Linked DNA regions of Mus musculus: region 1 is linked to region 2. The links are chromatin contacts, called in public HiChIP or PLAC-seq maps. All regions are on one chromosome and are shown on one strand. Each heading gives the region's core, a stretch centred on a gene start, on an enhancer-like site or on the middle of the called end of the contact. The rest is flanking DNA. Distances are from core to core; before and after follow the strand shown.

Region 1 (7,304 bases), core at 4,486-6,985, 740 kb after region 2:
ATTCTTACCATCCCTCAGTGAAGTCCCACGTGCCAAGCACATGCTTACTTTGTACTGGACTTAAGGTTGTGTTTTTCTGATGGGTGATCTTCTGGTAGTAAGATGGCTATTTGCTCACTGTATGCACATGTGCCATCTACCTGGCTTCTGACTGGAGAGAAAAGGAGGATGGGGGTGGGGGCAAATATACAGGGAAAAAGAGAGGAGCAGAGAGAGATTATTTCTAGCAGTATTCTTTTTTTTTACTTTAATTAGATATTTTCTTCATTCACATTTCCAATGCTACCTCAAAAGTCCCCCATACCTCCCACCCCCCTTCTCTATCCCCCCACTCCCACTTCTTGGCCCTGGCATTCCCCTGTACTGAGGCATATAAAGTTTGCAAGACCAATGGGCCTCTATTTCCACTGATGGCCGACTAGGCCATCTTCTGATACATATGCAGCTAGAGACACGAGCTCCGGGGGTATTGGTTAGTTCATATTGTTGTTCCACCTATAGGGTTCTAGCAGTATTCTTATAAGGAATCTAATCCTGTCTGATCCTGACCTTATTGCCTTATTTAAATTTAATAGCTCCTACTTGTTTATTGTGTATTGTGAGTGTTGGCTGTCAGCAACAAGGAAACAATTCCAATACATGCCTAATTAATCATGTTCAGTTGGAGGTAGGAAAGTTGCTGTGAAACAAGAAAAATATTTGACAAGCAAGGAATCACCTGTACATAATTCACTCATTTTATAACCAGTAAAAATGTTCACTAGGCAAATATAAGAATTCTGATCAGCCAAGAGTACATGCAAAAAGCCCCAGAATTGAAGATCTTGGATCATCTTACTATGCAAGCAACCATACCATTCAGAGGAAAGTAACCCAGATCACAAGGAATGGGTAGTGTATTTGGCTGCTTGAGCATCTGCACCAGAAGATCATAGTCTAGGTGACTTTAACAATAGAAAATTAATGCACACATGTCACAAATTCTGGCAGGAAGATGGTTGTTTCCTCACTCTATGGGCATATGCCCTCTACCTGGCTTGTGACTAGAAATAAAAGGAGGATGGGGGCTTGCATATATACAGGGAAAAAGAGAGGAGCAGAGCAGTATTCTTATAAGGAATCTAATCCTGTCTGATCCTGACCTTATTGCCTTATGTAAATTTAATAACTCCTATAAAATTATCTCTTAATATAACGATGTTTGGAGATTACTGTTTTAACATATGAGTTTTCAGGAATGTAAGTGATGTTGGTAGCATAAAAGTTTTGGAATGGGTTCTAATATTTTCCTCAGGACAGGCTACAGCAAGAAGGACTGGAGCTAGTTTCACAGATCAGCTTTAACACCTGGCTACTGCTCTGAAGGGGACTGGATTGAAATGGACAGTCTCGTGCAAAGTAAGAGTTGGATGGCATTTTTTATCTCTTGTGCACAGCTTTAGATATCCTTGGGTCAGTTTTGAGAACCATTTCAAAAGCCTCTGATGGTGACCTTGAGGGCTAGGCAACAGTTGTCTGTATCAGTGAGCAGTTTAATAATGCCACCTTGTACTGACTTGCCCTCTTTCCTGTTTCATTTGCGCCTGTCCATCAGTTCTGCATTCTAAGCACTCCTTTAAATAGACTGCCCTGGCTGGAGAATTTGTTACTGGAGCTGGTGGTGGGGGCGGGGGGAGCTTTTGTATAAATTATTTTGAACAAGATCACATCAATTAGCAGAATGGCTAACACATTGGGACAGCCAACAAATATTTATGCCATAAATAGTGTTTTCAGGCAAAGCATGTTATGTAGGATTCATAGTTTTGCTGGATCTTTCTCTGGGATCTTTCCTCTGTCTGAAACAATGCCAATAGAATTAATAGCTGTAAAACTCTGCTCAGTTCTTTTTTTTTTTTTTTTTAACTTACTTACTTTTAATACACTGAGTAGGCTCCCCGGAGTTCCTGAAGAGAATAATGCTTTCAAACACTCAATAGTTTGCTTCCTGGGGATACAGGAAGAAGACATTTCCCAGTTGCCATTGGTTATAGTAAGAACAATAACTGACTTCCAATCAGGTATATATGAGCAAAGGTAAATTATATGAACCTAGGAATAGGATAGGTGTGCACCTCCACCTAGCAAAGTATACACTGCGAGTAGTAGAGAATATGAAGATGGAATGTGTTGAGCAAGAAGCAGCTGGTTCATATTTCAACACTCAGAAGACAATTTCCAAGGAATATCAGCAAACTACTTTAAACATCACTTGAATAAACAGCTCTCTTTGTGTTGTTATGCTGCTGAGATACCAAGCTTTATTTTCACTTCATTGTGACTTAGCTTCTATGACTAATACATCCCAGAAGGGTCAGGGATTTCTATATGTTCTATGGGGCTCTGGACATAACCTGTTAAATCAATAAATATTTAGTCCCAATGACTTAATTTCATTTTTGCCTTCTTTACTATAACCAAAGTGATAGTACTGCCTTAAACACATAGAACATAATCTTTGTAGTAAAGTTGGAGTCATAAATAGCAGATGACTTTCTGAAACTAGTAGTGTATTTTAAAGGGAGAGTGGAAATGATTGGCACTAGAAAATAAAAGAGGAAAAGTATTGTGCTTATGGTGTAGGGTTATAGGACAATAATGCTTGAAAATTATTGGTATTTTGATTGCCTAGAGAAAAGGATGTCTCTAAAATGTTTAACCATGGAGCAATGTCAGGACCACTTTGGGAGCTGATAAATGGTTTATCATTACAGATCTGAGTTGGTCTCCAATTTAAAGACCATTTGTCCAAACCGTTTAATTAAGTAATCAAGTTCAAGGGAGTTAAAGGACTTGCCCAAAGCATATTAACAACAGGACTCCAATCGAAATCAAATCTCCTGTCTCCGACACCAAAATTTTATTACATCAAAATGTTAAAAGAGGCTGGGCAGCCAGCACAGCAAATGGGAACTGGATCTCAATTCAAATCCTGGCAGCGTACAAGTTATAAGCTTTTACATTGACTCCATAATTGAGTTCAAGAAATTAGTGAGGTTTTCTGGTTTTATAGAAACAGGGTGCAATATTTTCATGAGCTAGCATGAAATGGTGTATATCACCCCCATGCCTTGCATTGTTATTATAACTATTACAATTTCAGTTAAATCAAAAGTAGTATTTCTTCTCCAATCTTATTACTTATATGTTCCATTTAGTAATCTTTACAAGGTAAAATGGGACTATAAATTCTATGGGAAAATGCAGCTGGAAGACACAGCTAAATTTTAAAGTAGATATGTATGTATGTAACACATCACTGTGCTTTCAAATCAAGGACCTTCTGTTAAAGGCATTTTTGTGTGGGTAAATCCAACTAGCTGTAAGCAGTAGGTAGAGAGGAATGGGGTAGGAGGAACTAATGTCTGAGCAGAGACAGCTTGTAAGGGTGGAAAGTCCCAGGACACAATTCCCCTCCTTAGGTTCCAACTCCCACAGATGCCCGGAGCAGTGTTTTTCATTCACGATTCCCATGAAAATGAGTAATTAGGTAATTACAATGCTATATGGAAAAGGAAGTCCTACTTGACACAATCATTAGCAGAGTAGAGAATTTTGTTTTACCTCTTGTATTCAAATTGAGTCTAATTTTGGCTCCATGGTGGATCAGAGATTTGCCTGTACTCAGGGAGTCACACTTCTGGAACCTAGGCACTGGGAGAAACATTCTGAGACCCTGGCAACCCCAAGCTACTCAGGACCATGGTGAGCAGCTCAAGGGTGCATTAAGACAAGACTGGATGTTAACCAGTATCACCTGACACACTTGGATATAAAGTCCTGATTATGCTCTTTAATATGAATGTGCTGCAGATGCAGTTAGATAAAACTTCTGAGCCTCAATTTGTTCTCATGTAAACAAAGGGCGATGAATCTCCTATGGACACTGAATTATTACAATGATTGAGAATATATGATCATGCATGTAACTTACCACAGTTGCTGGCATGTAATATGTATTACCCCCCTCCCCATTTTATCCTTCTTTTCTTTCACCAATTAGCCAATCAATATACAGACTTTATTATGTATTTACTTGCAATTCTTGAACTCAAACCCACACACATTCTGAGCCTCTGCCAGTCAGCAGGCAATGCCTTGCATACCGAAGAGATCTGTCTGCTTCTGCCTCCCAAGGGTTGGCACTGAAAGTGTGTGCTACCATGCCTAACATTCTGGTTCTTGAACACATAGATATCGTAAATTTGAGTATCTCTGAAGAATAGCACAAGTTCTGGTCCAGAGGTGGGCTAGGTACTAAATGTATGCTCAAAGTAACTTCATGAGATGACTGTGGACGGCTTCCTAAGAAGGCTAATTATGTGATAACCATCCCAGTGAAGAGCAAAGTCATGGAGGTGGTGAGGTTCTCTCTGAGTTGTTTCTTGTTCCTAAAGTGCAAAGAGTTTACTTCATGACCATTGTGATGTTTCAAAACCATTAGTATTCCGGGAGGTGACAAACATTTCAAAAGTTGTTCCTGATCACTGACCTCTTGTACTTTACTTGGAATTAAACTCAGCCTATATTTCCTGCACACTTTCTCAATTCCCTATAGACACAGAAAGAAATTGCTTCCACATAGCCATCTTGCTGGAAGACCTTGACGAAGAGTGTCCTGAAGAAGAAATTATTCTTTACCCAGGGGTCACTTGGTAGCTAAAACAGACTTCTTCTTTTTCGTTTAATCTGTTCTACTTCAGTGACTCCTTTTGTGTGTGTTCTTGAAGCTATTGCTTTATTTACTTTGATGGTTTCTTAACTAATTGAGTACAACAGTGAGTTCTCTCTTCCTTGACTGTTTTGGATGTTTCCACTACCCCAGTGGGAAGGGTCCCCATCAGACAGCACAGCTTTGAAATATTCACTTAGAGAAACTTCTTTAAAAGTTACTACTTTCTATAGGGCTGTTAAAAGTTTGCACATTGGGCTAAAATGCACAGAATAGGGTGATAGCAGCTTTGGCTTGTAGGAATGTTATTTTTTATTTTTTGATAGGAGAATAACTCCCAATAGCAAAATAATGGATCTATCTTGAGGCTTGAGTTATACATCTGAGTGTAGGGTGATGTACAAGTAAGAGTCTTTTTTTTTTAATCTAAGGAAAATACCTGTATATGTGGTTAAGTAAAAATTGAAAAATTCAAATCAGACACAAACAGTACTGTGGAGAAAGAAATCATTGAATCCAAACCAAAGTCATTGACTTCAAACCATTTCTTCGGACATTGGAGTGATTTGTTTCTGGTCCCATGGTAAGGACATGCATTCTGGTTCTTTCCCAAGTGTGCCCCTGTGTGTACATGAGCAGTTGCATAGTCCATAGCTGATGGAGGCCTTTCATCACCAGCTTCAGCATCAATGATTTTTCCTCATCTTCTTCCATCCCACACTCACCAGTGCAAATGTGTTTGGCAGCACATTCTTAAAAACCAGTTTGATGTATAAAGACTTCATGTGTAAATGCATACTTTAAGGGAAGGCCTCTGTCGTCTTCCTCAACTGTATTGGTATTCCTACCCAACAAGTTCCCAGAGCTCAGGGTTTTCCAGGCTTCTATGTTTAGAATGTTGTGTAATGAGTCATTGTGTCCACCTGTGAGTGTCATAAACAGATGATATAAATATGCCTGCATAGTGTGACTCAGAGCACATCGCCTGTTTTAGCTTTAGTTCAAACAATGTTCATGGTTCCAAGAAACCTGTGGCTTGCAACTTCAGGGTGAGTGGGAAGAGAATACCGGAAAACCTAAAGCCAGTGTACCCCTTCTGTCAGTCCAGCTGTAGTGAAGGAGCCTGTGAGAAGTTGAAGTGGAGGAGGGATGACAGGAAAACCTGTTTTCCATGTACTCTTGAAGCTGATCATTTTAAATATGCTCCCTCAAATTTGTGTTTGGATGCTATGGGAGTGGGTGGTTCCATTCAAGCCCTCCTCTCTTCCTGGAATGTCTGTCTCTCCTTTCCACGCCACTGTACTTTTCTGACTGTCTATTCTCATCCACCAGGTATGAGCCTAAGAGTCCTGTCTGAAAAAAAATCCTCCAGATCTCAGCCCAGATGAGAGCTGTTTTTTGTGTAGCTCTGACACAATATTGTACTTTACGTTTCTAATTCATACTATCCCACTAACCTAGGGTTGTTTTTTGTTTTTTATGTACTCTGTGTCCCCTTCCCATCCTAAAGTATGAATCTCTAAAGCAGTAATCTCATTGAACATAACATTTGGTATCTAATGAGCACTGTTCATTTGAATATTTGAACAGACAATAAATAAAGCTAAACAGCCCTGCTAGAATTTTAAGGTGAAGATGTCTGGTTTCCCTCCCACTGCTGAGTCAGAGTCTTTCTATGTAGCCTAGTCTGGCTTTGCATGTGCATCCTCCTGCCTCTACTTTCTGCTTGCTGAGTTTGCAATGTCATGACTAATTTATCTGGCTTCTTGCAGAGGTATGAAGATTGACACATCAACAAATAAATTGAATAGACACTTTTCAAAAGAAAGAAATACAAAGAACCCATTAATACATGAAAAATGTTGAACATCTTTAGCGATAAGGGAAATGTAAATCAAGGTATATTGAAAAATCTATCTCATTTCAGTCCCAGTAGCTATAAGGAAAACAGAAGACAACAAGCACATACGTTGACGGCTTGGTTATGACATTGTTGAGAGGAACATAAATGAGTGTAAACCTATGAAAGTCAGCATGGAGGTTATACAACAAACTAAAATCAAAGTACCGCATCGTCCATCTCTACCATGAGTGTCTCTGTACCCAAAGGAATCAAAGCATACAAGAGAGAATTATTTTAGCCCTAGTAACAGTAGCCAAGTAGTAGAATCAGCAGAGGTACCCATCAATGAAGAGAAATATGGTCTATACATAGGAGAGTTATTATTGCTGAATACAGCAATAAGGAACAGAACCATGAGACAAAAGAGCACATGACGTTAAACAAAATATGCTCAACTCATAAAGAAGTAGCATGTGTCTTTATGCACATGAGGAATCTCAAAAGTAAGGATACCGGCAGAGGGTGGAGAGGGAAATAAAGCAGGGTATTGTGGTGGGTATGATGAAATGCCACTGTATGTATGTATGTATGTATGTATGTATGTATGTTTGTTTGTATAAAAATGGCATAATGAAGTCCATCTTATTTAATTAATATGCAACAACTTTCAGATAAAAACTGACTTTTGAGAGAAAAAACTGTACATAGAATTATTTTTCTTGATTAAGTGATTTATTGACTTTACATCCA
Region 2 (7,264 bases), core at 1,713-4,212:
TCTACTTCATTTATGTGTCTGGAGGTTAGTGCTCCTTGACTTTTCTGTCTTTTCTCACATGGTGCCTCTCTCTGGGGCCTTATAGCAATATAGAAACTCAAACTCACTGCAAATTTTCCAATGACTTAGAAACTTAGCATTTGTGTTATTTCTGGGCTTAGTCCCAGACATTGGGCCATTTATCACACCCATCATATATTACAAATTATATCAGTCAGTAAGCATTCCCAGATGCTAGGTTTTCAGACCCTACCTCTCAATGGGAGGAATATTAGAAAATTGGCATTCAACTATGATGTGCTGTAGTCAATTAAGCCAAGCAGCTTCCATATACCAACTTCTGCACTATGATTCATGTGATAACAGTTGTGTTATCATAATGTGCCATAAACTGGGTGGCTTATGCAGTAAACATAATTTTCTTTTATTTTAGAAGTTCAAAGTCCACGATTGGGGTTTCCATCTGGGTTCTGGTTAGGACTCTCTTTGGAACTACAGTCAGTAGAACACAGTAGAAAGAGTACAAAGAACCTCTTTGGGTCCCTGCTACATGGTATTAATCTTATTTATCCTGAGAATTAGGGCCAGTCTCAGGGTGTTATTAATGATATCAATTAGTGAAGATTCTGACATGCAGCATATAAATAGTGCAACTCTGAAAATATTTAAACTTTAAGACAAAGAGTAGAAATTCATAATTACAAAAGTTAAAATCTTCTAAACTTTATACCTTGGCAACTAATACAGGTCAATTGTGTGCTGGTATCTAATTTATCCTGGAAGCACAAACCCAAACTCCTACAAAGGTGTTGGAAGAAAATACATATGTATATTTGAGAATATTTTGTCCTCCACTGAAAATGAAAATCTAAAGAGTGTTTCATCATGTTTGACAAGAAACTTTTATTGAAAATATACCAACAGTACATGAGGCGGCTTCTTCTTTAACACTATCATGACCGACAAGGGGAAACAGAATGTCTCTTATTTTAAAAATTTCTTTCTCCCATACATATTCTGGTCAAATCACAGCTAGATGAGAAATGTAGTGGTTTTCATTTCCTGTTGAATTTGACAGAGACCTAGGAATATAAGATGATGATGGATGCATAGACTTAACACCTCAGTGGAAAGAAAAGCCCAGGCCATAAACTAAATAAGAAATCATGGATATGAAAAGCCTCAAATCTATAGTAGTAGTTGTTCTCAAACTCAAGAGACAGAACCACTTCCCAACTCAGGAGAACTAAAAAATAGTTTAAAACTCTATAATTTGGGTTGCTATGATAGATAAGTTTAAAGTAGGTGGTCCATGAAATAGTGTTCATACTCTACTACATGGGAAGTATTTGGTTTGGGTCAACATTCTATAGATGTTACAGGCTTGTTCTCTTAGTATGTGGTTGACCGTTTGGGAGGTAGGGAATAGGTAGATATATAATGGGTTGGGCCCATGGTCACTGGCAGTATGCACCCAGAGGGGATCCTGGCTCAATTCTCTTTCTATGATATTTAGCTTGTGATGTGACCAGTTGTTTTGATGCACTGATCTGATGCTGCTGCCATCATTACAACGTAGCCATTGGGTCATCTGATCTTTCATTTGAACCTCCCATGTAAGCTTAATAGCCCATTTCTTTTTAAAGGTTAGCTACTTCAGGTGTTCTATCATGATTAGCCCAAAGCAGGCCAATAAAAACATGCTTTTCAGAAAGAGAGCCAAATTGAGCACAGACAGTAAGTATGCTGCCTGCCTTTCTAAACAAGTATTGATTAGGGTTATAATAGAATCAAGAGAAGTCTGTGTATGGTAGACTCCATTTCCCTGACTTAGCATGGAAAAGTGCTAAGTGCAGAAATGAACTTTCTACTCCCAATGTTGCATGAAGTAGCTAAGTGAGGTTATACACTCACTCATTTTTCTCTGTTAAAATCTGTTTACTCTTCTGTATGATAAGGAGGGTTGACTTGAGACTCAACAATGGATAGAGAAATTCCTTGCATCTTGTGTCAGAGTCAGACCCACTCATTACTCAGAGCACAAATTTTCCCACTAAATTCTGGTCTCACAATCTTCAGCAACTTAGCTACTTACAAAAGAAGGTAGTCAGCAAATGGACCACTTCCTGGCCACTTTTCTCGCTGCCTATGCAGCTGTATTATGAAAATGGTTATAAAATGTACTTCTGGAGAAGGGGAAAGAGTTTCAGGGCAGGAGGTGTCCAGAAATAGCAGCATGGACTCAAAAGGGTAAGAATGTCAAACTGTCTCTAGCCAGTCTCAGGCCTGTCCTGGTTACCATGGTGATAGACACCATGTGTAATTGCCTCTAGGGGGTTTGGCAGGAGGGACAGGACTGGGATTAGAATAAGCAATATTGTGGGTGTACACCTGCATGAACTCTGGAAGGCCTCTTTAAATTTTATGACAAGCACTTCTACTGATTCATCTAAGACCCAGCCTTAAAAAGTATTAGAACAATGGAACAGCAACACTGCTGTGAATTTATTTCTTCACTGGAGACTCCTTGGCTGTCTAAGAGTGGTTTGTGTAGGAGGGGAAATGTGGACAGAATAAGCTAGTCTTTGACTTACTAAGGAGCATTTGCTATAAAGGACAACAGCTCTAGATCTTCTTTGATTAGTTATGCAACTTTGGTCAACTCGAGGTCTCGGCTTTTTAATCTGTAAGCAGGAATAAGAAACTCTTTGGAGGGATGTTGTAAAGTTGGGAACGTACATGCATCTGCCACCTGACACACAGGACAGTAAGTGGCCATTACAAGGAAATTCCTTCTTTTTGAACACTATTCTCTATCTTATGACTGCTAGGAAATGAAGGAAACATTGAACACAAACATTAAAGCCCCAAATGGGTGTGGAAATCCATGTCCCTGTGCAGAGGAAGCCTGGCGAGTCTTTACTGCATTGTTGACTTTGTGACTCACAGCTCCATTATTCCATCTCATCCCATCCTGCTCAGGTTGGACATTATGGGAGAAGGCTGAAAGTACAATACTGGGATCTCCCAGTGTTGCCAAAGTTCCTGGAAAATGGAATAATAAACACTGGATGACTTAGGTGAGAACTATGGCTACTATTTACTGGCGTGACTAGGCTATGCATGGCCTAGTGTTGGGTATTTTATTAGCACTGTCGGAGGCAGTCTTAACCCCAAGAGAGTTAGTTGTTACTAGTCTCACCTTATAGGTGAGGCCAAGGTTACTAGATTGTAGAAAGGGAAAACATTTTGGACTTTTATGTGACTTGTTCATCTTTATTTACTGCTGGTCATTCAGCACTTTTCCTCTCCTCAGGGAATTTCACAAGAACAAATGAATAATCAGTTTACTAATATGAGACCCAAAATAACATAACATAACATCATGTTTCACAGCCAAATATGACAGTAAACTCTTTGGGACTACCAGCTTTGTTTTGTTCTTTCTTGTATCACTGTTGTTAAGTACAACGACTGAGCTTTAGTATTTCATTCATTATGTATTAGGTGTATAATTAAATCAAGTGTTAAGTTTCCAGGCATATCCACAGAGATATTTGGTGAAAATCCAAAGATCAGAAACATGTCAAGGATATGATGGAGCAGAACCTAGAACAAAACCTGGGTTTAAATGGAAAGGTCAAAGAAAACAAAGTTAAGAAGAAGAAGAAGAAGAAGAAGAAGAAGAAGAAGAAGAAGAAGAAGAAGAAGAAGAAGAAGAAGAAGAAGAAGAAGAAGACCAAACAAACATAGGAGGCAAGAGGCGGCCTGTGCATCAGTAATGAGACACCGAGGATTATCTGCCCAACCAGTTAGCTAGGCAAGGTGTCAAAGCATGCGGTTCAAGACCCATTATCAGGAAATTGGTAAACAGGGGCCCTAAAAACTAGGTAAATGGAAAACAGAGTTGGCTGGTCTAGACATTCAAAAAGGAGTCAAAAAAAGAAACCTAGCTCACAGGAGGCACAACATTTCAGCAAGCGTAGAGGATATGCAAGTAAAACTTTTGGCATTAGAGAACCACAAAAAAGGAAGGCAACTCCACCAAGAAAAATGTGGATGGGAAGTACCAAGAAAGGTGCTTGGAGCAGCACATGCTGGGACTAATTACCATCTCTGCTTGTTTTTTTCATGCACCACAGCAGTCTCTTTACTCTCAGGAGGCCCTGATACAGCTGTATATGCTATCAAATGAACTCAAGGAAATCCTACTTACTGAGGCAGATATGAGACTCAAAGAGGCATGTAGTCTCTTCAGTGAAATTTTCTGATTATATATACCAATGGGTTACAAATATATTATTTTAATACATTTTATACAATTAATAATGTATATATAAAATTAGGTGCTTTCAATTTGGAATAAAGAGTTAAGTCTAAGGATGGAAGGATGTAAAGATTCTTATATTTTAAGGATGTTAGTTCTGTCTTTCTCTTTTCCATCCCACTGTTCCTACAGGACAATAAAGTTACTACAGTTGGTTTTGGTTGCTAGTAAATGAACTAACATCTTTGACAAAATGATCAGAACAGCGGTGTACAGTGGCATCTGATTCCACCCAAAGGACCGAACAGAGGTAAACATTGTTTCACACAGTAGAATAGTATAAAATCTCAAAGTTGTACGAGATTCTCAAAGGCACTGTGAGGAGGACTTCTTGGATGTGACAAGCCCCTGAGGAACACCCAAAGACTTGATAATTTCCCAGGTTGACTCACAGGTTTCTGCAAAGTTTTAAACTCATAGATAAGACTTATTCCAACAAGACAAAACAAAATTAAATCAGAAAGTAGAAAAACACATGGTGTGGCATCTGGACAAGATGAGGCGCCAGTCTTCAAGAGTCTTTTGCCAGGAGAATCAAGCAGAATGATTCCAACAGTGATTTGTGATAATGCATAAGAAATGTCTTCTAGACATGTTCATTAGAAACTGAATAGCCAAAGACTGTGTTTGGGGCTAGTATTACTGTCTACTTGGGATGATCCAACAACATTCAGCCTCCTGGAAGGAAAGCAGGAATTTAGCATGGGAGACATTTCCATGTCTAAGCTGTTTTAGCATCATGAGCACTTGGCTAGAGAGTAATGGGACCTCTCCTGCAACCCAAGTTCCCATATACCAGAGAGGACTAGCCTGGCAAACCAATCAACCAACCAAGCACCACCCACCCACCCATCTACCCAACCACTCACCCAACCAACCAACCAACCATCCAACCAACCAACCAAAAACAGTCTATGGAAGTATCCTAGTCTGCACTGGTAGCTTTTCCTGCTTGATATTCTAATAGAAAATAGTGGGGGCTAGGTGAGAAAACCCTGGATGGTATTTCCACTTTTAAGGGCATTAATATACAATAGAATACTAAAGGCTTGGAGAAATTCAGTAGCATAAAAGACTATTAGTTTTCAAACAATCAATATTTTACCAACCTCTTTTCCCGTGGTCATTTAGTTAAAAAACAAACAAACAAACAAACAAACAAACAAAAAACAAACCAAAAAAAATCCAACAACCAAAAACAAAACAAAAAAACCTTACTGCAGTCTTTGACAAATCCCAGGCATGATATATGTACTTCTATTACTTCTATGTCCTTAGCCTTTGTCTTTCATTAAACATGCTAATAATAACAGCCAGAACATAGGTAGCTCTCCCTGTGTGTAAAGGGCTTTTTATACAACTCATTGACTCAAACAAAAGGTTGGTGTGGGCAACTTGTAAGTAAGGCTAAGCAGCGCAGCAAGGAAGTCAAGGGAGCAGGTCCTGTCTTTGCGTGGCTGACTCCCTCCTTTTCTGCCTCTGCCAGTCAGCAGATATATGACAAGTTTTTAAACTCTGATGTGCCTCCGTTTCTCTACCTGTAAAAGAATGGGAACAGTATGCATAGTACTGGCTACAAATATACTTAGTCAGTTTTAAAAAGTGAATAGAAAGGATTAGCGAGATGGCTCAGTGGATAAAGCCCTTGCAATTAAAATATGATAGCGGAGATTGGATCCCTAGCACCTACATCAACCCAGGGGTTTGTGCTAGCCTTCTCGCCATGGGAGAAGAAGAGCCTGAACATCCCTTCAACAAGCTGGCTAGATAAGACTAGCTGAATCAGTGAGCTCTGGGCTAGGTAAGAGATAGTGCCTCAAAAAATGATTGACACATCTTCCTCTGGCCTTCACTCACACACACACACACACACACACACACACACACACACACACAGAGTGGATCAAATTCTTTTTAGCTTAAGTCAAGTGTACATGATACATTATTCCATGCCATCAATCACGGGAAAGCATACAAAGCAAGCCATTATGACTTCACAGACTATGGATGGACTGCTCAGAGGAGGGTGGCCCTGAGGAATGCCAGATAGAATTGGCAGCAGGTCTAAGGAAGATCGGGCACCCAAAGCCAGTAAAAACCAGGGACCAACTCCAGGATGTAAACAGGCTGTCACAGGCCAAGAGGCACCATTAATTTCCTGGGCATCTAGGCCTGAGGCCAAGAACAGAAGTGATCTGCTTTAGACTGTAAACAGAGCAAGACTCTAAACAGCCTTCATTCAGTTAAACCTGGAAATTTTATCCATATGCTTGAAGAAAGGCACCTCACAAGAAAATCCCCTATGAATCAAGTCGCACACAGATTTACATGGTGGAAAAAAAGAACAAGGAAAGATGCCAAATTGAAAAACGACAAGCTGCCACCAGGAAAAAGTCAATTTTTAATATGCATTGGTACTTTGGCTTTATACCTTCTCAAGCTGAAGAATATGCTAGAAAACTGAACAATTCTTCATTAAGATATATATGAAGAGCCAGCAGTGTCATCTTGGAAGAGAAGGACAATGGTCTGTTTTGTAGTGTGTGCAATGGGGGAGGGGTGAAAATTGGGAGAGAGCCTTTGGGGCACAGGGCATGATAAAAGCTCCTGGAATAAAAGCGTTTCAAAAGGGCTTGGCAGAGAACTTAGTTTGCTGTCTCTTGATACATCCCTAGAATTTTCATGGATTTAACCATTGTTAGGTGTTTCCTTACAGCCATTTTTCCTAGGTTCCATCTGCCTTGTGGAATTAGAATCTAGAACATTCCACATATTGTCATAATGCTTGCCTTTGCATTTCTAACTAATAGTGCACCAAAAGTATTGTCCACAGCACACACTCAGCAACTGTGATAGAAGGAGAAGGGCCTTTCTTCAGAATTCTACTTTAAGTGGCCAATGCTTGTTCCATATCTAGCAGCATTGGATGTGTAAATA

The links. HiChIP or PLAC-seq counts read pairs in DNA pulled down with a chosen protein or histone mark.
Region 1: a contact with region 2 is called in a FOXA1 HiChIP or PLAC-seq map of pancreatic cancer cells. The contact joins two enhancer-like sites. A contact is called at or near these places in 1 of 484 Hi-C or Micro-C datasets (embryonic stem cells) and 1 of 115 datasets of contacts at active chromatin or transcription factors (pancreatic cancer cells).

Annotation. Positions count from the first base shown.
Region 1 is chr15:54,357,361-54,364,664 of GRCm38.p6, forward strand. No RefSeq gene overlaps it. Among named protein-coding and RNA genes, the nearest start is that of Colec10, 50 kb to the right of the region's middle. Within about 2 kb of position 5,736, at least 16 of the 459 cell types and tissues checked have an H3K27ac peak or open chromatin away from gene starts, as enhancers often do. A contact at or near this core is called in pancreatic cancer cells, where this site is marked.
Region 2 is chr15:53,615,284-53,622,547 of GRCm38.p6, forward strand. The region is part of intron 4 of Samd12 (sterile alpha motif domain containing 12); the gene reads right to left. Among named protein-coding and RNA genes, the nearest start is that of Mir28c, 4.6 kb to the left of the region's middle. Within about 2 kb of position 2,963, at least 37 of the 459 cell types and tissues checked have an H3K27ac peak or open chromatin away from gene starts, as enhancers often do. A contact at or near this core is called in pancreatic cancer cells, where this site is marked.